2 separate regions of the Pan troglodytes genome follow, and region 2 is linked to region 1. The links are chromatin contacts, called in public HiChIP or PLAC-seq maps. All regions are on one chromosome and are shown on one strand. The core of a region is the stretch at or near the end of the contact, and the rest is flanking DNA. Distances in the headings are between cores, read along the strand shown.

What was found. HiChIP or PLAC-seq counts read pairs in DNA pulled down with a chosen protein or histone mark.
Region 2: a contact with region 1 is called in an H3K4me3 HiChIP or PLAC-seq map of stem cell-derived excitatory neurons, with 5 times the contacts expected there. The contact joins the promoter of PCED1A here to the promoter of IDH3B in region 1. A contact is called at or near these places in 2 of 7 Hi-C or Micro-C datasets (blood and stem cell-derived neural progenitor cells), 1 of 1 datasets of contacts at active chromatin or transcription factors (stem cell-derived excitatory neurons) and 1 of 1 other capture datasets (stem cell-derived neural stem cells).

Annotation. Positions count from the first base shown.
Region 1 is chr21:9,319,812-9,322,511 of NHGRI_mPanTro3-v2.0_pri, forward strand. IDH3B (isocitrate dehydrogenase (NAD(+)) 3 non-catalytic subunit beta) reads right to left here and starts at 1,299. Exons shown (of 13, transcript XM_063803246.1): 1 at 1,222-1,299.
Region 2 is chr21:9,454,766-9,457,465 of NHGRI_mPanTro3-v2.0_pri, forward strand. It overlaps PCED1A (PC-esterase domain containing 1A), which reads right to left and starts at 1,362. Exons shown (of 8, transcript XM_009436715.4): 1 at 1,005-1,362; 2 at 1-72. The coding sequence starts at 51. It overlaps VPS16 (VPS16 core subunit of CORVET and HOPS complexes), which reads left to right and starts at 817. Exons shown (of 24, transcript XM_009436712.4): 1 at 817-966. The coding sequence starts at 914.

The DNA.
Region 1 (2,700 bases), core at 49-2,548:
GGGACTAGAGGCACATGCCACTGCACCCGGATAATTTTTGTTTTCTTTGTATTGTTTTTGTTTCATTTTGTTTGATTTTTTTCAGTAGAAGCGGGTTTTTGCCATGTTGGCTGGGCTGGTCTCGATCTCCTGGCCTCAAATGATCCACCCGCCTTGGCCTCCCAAAGTGCTGGGGTTACAGGGGTGAGCCACCGCGCCTGGCCCTCCCCAGCAATTTGAAAATGAATTTGATCTTGCCCCACCGGTAAATATATATATATGTGTATATATAATATTTCAAAATTGTTGCCATTGCCTATGAGTAGCTAAGGGGCAGCCATCAGGGATAGTGTTGGGTGCTGCTGCAGTTTAAGGTTCGAGACTGCAGGGAACAGGCGTGCTCTGCAAAATAGCAGGGAGTGGGCATAGCTTGCTGCACTGGGAAAACGGTTCCCTTCCTCTTCCTCAATGGGCATTGAGACCGGGTGTCTTTGAAGTGGTTTGTGATTGGCAGGTGTGTGAACAACCAGGACCAATGATCCCAGAGCCTGGGGATAGGAGCGCGACTCTCCTGCCAAAGGGTCCACCACGATGGCTCCTATTGTTTTATTATTCAAGATTGAATAACTCAGCCTAGATGTGGGATGGGATGGATCCTAAGGCAATACTGATGCTTGTGGTGTGGGGTTTTCTTGAAGCAATCAAAGAGGCCTCAGGAATCAACAGCGAGGAAGGCCCAGAGCTGGCGCATACCTACCAGACCACCTTCTCGGACGGCCCTTGTCATTCTGGATTTCTTCATGGAACTATGAGAATTGCCATAATTAATGCGCGCTTTAGTTTTTGTATTCCTCCTTTAATTTTAATTACCATCGGGGACTTGACAGGAAGTGGATCCAAGTGCCGGCATCACACTCTGGGGCCTCCAGGGGGCGCTATGGCCCAACACACAGCGTGGCCAAGCGCGCCTCAGCCTAACTCACCACTTCCTATCTGTTTTATATGGTTTGCACCCGCTTAAGGCGGCGGAGGCGTGGGGGAGTTCTGCTGATGTAAAAAAACCCATTGTTTTATGACTAGACCTACAGAAAAAATGTCCAAACTCCTTAGCATGGCATGTTAGGCACCAGCATGACCCTCCCGGTGCTGGGTGCTAAAACCTCCACCTTGAAGGAAGTGCAGCAAACCCATTCATTCCGCTCTGCTAGTCCTTACACAAGCTGCTCCCGGGCCCCTCCTCACCTTCAGGCTCAGGCCCTTTTTCTGTGCTTGTCCCAGGACTTGCTCCGCTTCTGTAACAGCCCAGGTCACTCCAGAGTGACACTGAGCATTCATGAGTCTCCTGCCACCTGACTGTGAGCTCATAAGGGCGCCACCTGGGTTTCATTATCTGCTCACTCTCTAGCACTGGCCACTCACAAAAAAGCCCTTCTCGTGGACATGAGCACAATGAAAGGGTAGAATGAGACCCAAGGCTCTGGCCTAAGGGTTTGTGGTGAGCCCCTGCCAGAAAAGAGTGGCATTCTCTGCAGGCGTGCACCAAGCTTCCTCTGTCATCACCACCCCTGTAGCTCTCTGTGGCCACAGTTGCAGCACTTCGCCCCACCCCACCCACCAAATTCCTTTCTCATGGAGAAGATGCAGCAGTTGGAACGGGAAAATATACAAAGGAACTAAGATAAATAATGCATGGCCGGCACAGTGGCTCACACCTATAATCCCAGCACTTTGGGAGGCCAAGGCATGAGGATCACTTGAGGCCAAGAGTTCGAGACCAGCCTGGGCAACATAGCAAGACCTCTGTCTCAAAAAAAACATTATATTAGCCAGGCATGGTGGTGCACACCTGCAATCCCAGCTACTTGAGAGGCTAAGGAGGGAGGACTTGAGCCCAGGAGTTTGAGGATGCAGTGAGCTATTATCGCGCGACTGCACTCCAGCCTGGGTGACAGAGTGAGACCCTGACTCTAAAAAAAAAATAAATAAAAGGTTAAAAAATAAGATAACTAATGCAAAATAAAAGCACACAGAGGGTTCCAAGAAACAACAGACTTTCACCTGGATCTAAAGCAGAGACACTCACCTCCGACCCCCAAGTGCTGCCCCAGAACTGCTCATTGACCTTCCTCCCTTCATCACCCCTTGGTTCAGCAGCTCTAACCCAGGAGCACTTCTCTGGGGCTGCAGGCTCTGGGAAGCCTCAAACACCATCCTGGCTGGTTTTCTGTTCCATGTGGTTAGGATAGAACAGAAACCCACGCAAGTTGGGAGTCTGCCCCAGCTATGACTGAGCCTTAACTCAGTGCCACTTTCCTGGGCTGACTGATTCCACCTTCTGCGCAGGTTAATTCTGAGCATCTATCCCCCAATCTATCTTGGGGACAACCTTCCAGAATGAAAAGCACTCCAACCAAATCACTTCAACCATCACAAAAAGGAATGCTGCAAAGTGAGGGCATTCTGGCAGGAAGGGCCAGCCAGCATGAAGGCTGGAGCTGGGAGACAGGGAGCTGGGTTTGGGAAACGGTGTGATCTCCCATGCTGGATAAGCAAGAAACTCACACAGCAAGGGAGTGGAGGTAAGGCTGGCCGGCAAGAGAAATTGGATAGGGCATCAAAGGGCCTAGAATGTTCCCAAACTAAGGGCCTAAATGTCTATTTGAGAAGCCACAAAAGACATTTAAGTTTCTAAGCAGGCGATGGCCCAATCCAAGCAACACT
Region 2 (2,700 bases), core at 112-2,611, 140 kb after region 1:
GTCGCTTCGCAGCGGGCGGCGCGGCTCCTCGCTCGACAGACAGAAGACCATGCCGCCACCAGCAACGACAGGCTGCAGGGAGAGGCCACTAAGCAGCGCGATGGTGGGGACTCTGGGCAGGTCAGCCTCAGGGCTAGCCCCTCCGGGGCTGCTCAATGCTAAAGGGAGGAGGTGACGGCAGCAGAGCCATGGCGGCGCCAGCCTTGGTCACACTTGGTACCAGAGGCAGGGGGTCGTCCAGCCAGCAGGCCTCCAGGGCACTGGGGAGCTTCCCGCGCGGCGCCGCCCTGCGCCTCGCCACGTGCCCGCCGCCGTCCCGCGCATGCGCGCACCCGCTCGCGCCAATTACCAAGTCCCGGGGCTCCGCGGTATTCACCCGCGACCCGGGTATGCCTGCGCACCGCGCGCCTGGCCCGCAGCGGGCTCCTAGCCAAGCCTCATGTTCCCGCGCCCCAGTCGGCCAGTCGGTTCTGCAAAGCTCCCGCCCCGCAGAGACCGTGGGTCCAGGTTAGCCGTCGGTGCACAGCCCAGCGCCCAGCGCTCTCCATGCGAGCGTCGCGGTGGCCCCGACGGCGCCTCAGGCCTCGGCGCCTCGGGCTGCGACGCTCACAGCTTCCACTTCCGTTCACCCATGTCCCGCCCTGAGCGACCCCCAGTGCCCGAAGGGAAAGCAAGGCGATCGAGGTGGCCGCCACAGGGCGCAGGAGCCAGGGCTGGGCCCACTTGGCGGGCGCGAAGCCCAGGTACGGGCTGGGGCCTCGGGGCGGCAGCCAAGTGAGGCTGCCCACAGTGGTGATGGCCGCGGCGGCGGCCTCGCCACGTGACCCGGACGGGCGGAAGCGGAAGTGCCGGCCTGGAGCCCGCTCTAGGTGGGTGTCCCCTCGGTGCTTCCCAGCTCCCGTCTGCACCAGCCATGGATTGCTACACGGCGAACTGGAACCCACTCGGGGACTCTGCCTTTTACCGGTGAGCTGCCCCGCTCTCCCGCCCACGGCCTGGCTTACCCTGCTCGCCCGCCGGCTGGAGTCTCCCGGCGGCGTTCGCCCCCGTCACTACTGGCGCTGGGGTCCGCCCCGCGCCGGCTTTCCCCGAGCGTCTGCCACTTAGCGCACTGCCGCCTTTGGGCAGGGAGCCGGGCCTTCCCCTGCTCCAGAAAAGGAAACTGAGGCAAGCACAGTGGTCACCCCGAAGCCCAGGTCTGTTAGCCTCCGGAAAGATGCTCAGATCTCGCTGAGGGAGGCAGCTCGCGGGTGACAGCGAGTGCCCAGTCTCCTGCCGGAAAGTGCTGCTGAAGTCAGACCACAGGGGCGCTCCGAGGGGGGCGGGATCGCACGGCGGGCGGGGTAACAGTGCTGACCAAGGCTGGGAAAAGGGGGCGAGTCGTCCGTGAATCCCGGAACAGCGGAAGTGGGAACCCCTGGGTTAGGGCAGCCCGCCCATGGGAGTTGTAGAGTCCTAAACCACGGATTTTTCTAAAGTGTAAACCCGTTACATCGTTACCCAGATTAGGATTTTCCCATAGCTTCCCTAATAGGAAAAACTACGAACTTCTCGTGGAACGTCTATCTGTAAGGCAGCCCGTTTGTCTCTCCAACCTCATCTACCGCTCTCCTACCCAAATCTTGCGTTCCAGCTGCGCAGAATTACAAGGCCCTAACCAGTCTGCAGTTTCTGTGGATACTGCCATTTCTCTCTTTATCTCACTGAAGAATTTTGCGCATCCTTCAGGACTTAGTAGTTCAAGGGTTCTTTCTGGAACTGTGCCTGATTCTCCCCCAGTAGAATCCTGTGGGCCTCACTGGGCCCAGTGCTAGGGTCTGTTAGGTATGGCCTATTTGTATATTTAGGCGACATTTGTATAGGTTTCTTCTGCTAAACCAGGCTCCTTCAGGGCTGAAAGCATTTTTTTTTTTTTTTTTTGACAGAGTCTTCCTCTGTTGCCCAGGCTGGAGTGCAGGGGCACTCGGCTCACTGCAACCTCCGCCTCCCGGGTTCAAGGGATTCTCCTGCCTCAACCTCCCGAGTGGCTGAGACTGCAGGCCCCTGTCACCACGCCCGGCTAATTTTTGTATTTTTTGCTAGAGGTGGGGTTTCACCATGGTGGCCAGGCTGGTCTTGAACTTCTGACCTTAAGCAATCTATCCACCTTGGCCTCCCAAAGTACTGGGATTACAGGCGTGAACCACTGAGCCCGGCCAAAAGCATGTTTCTTGCTTCTCTTTATCACCAGTGCATATTTAGAACAGTGCTTGCTATGTAATAATTGCCCGTTAAAGTTTTTAAAAAATATTTTACTGGGCCGAGCTTTGTGGCATGTTCCTATAGTCCCAGGTACTGGAGAGGCTGAGTTAGGAGGATCACTGGAGCCCAGAAGTTTGAGGGTATAGGGACCGATGATAGAACCTGTGAATAACCACTGCACTCCAGCCTGGGCAACATAGCATACTCCCTCTGAAAAATTAAAAATATTATTTTAGGCCAGGCGCAGTGGCTCATGCCTGTAATCCCAGCACTTTGGGAGGCCAAGGTGGGCGAATCACCTGAGGCCAGGAGTTTGAGACCAGCCTAACCAACATGGTCAAACCCTGTCTCTACAAAAATTAGCCGGGCATAATGGCAGGTGCTTGTAATCCCAGCTACTTGGGAGGCTGAGGCAGGAGAATCGCTTGAACCTGGGAGGCGGAGGTTGCAGTGAGCCGA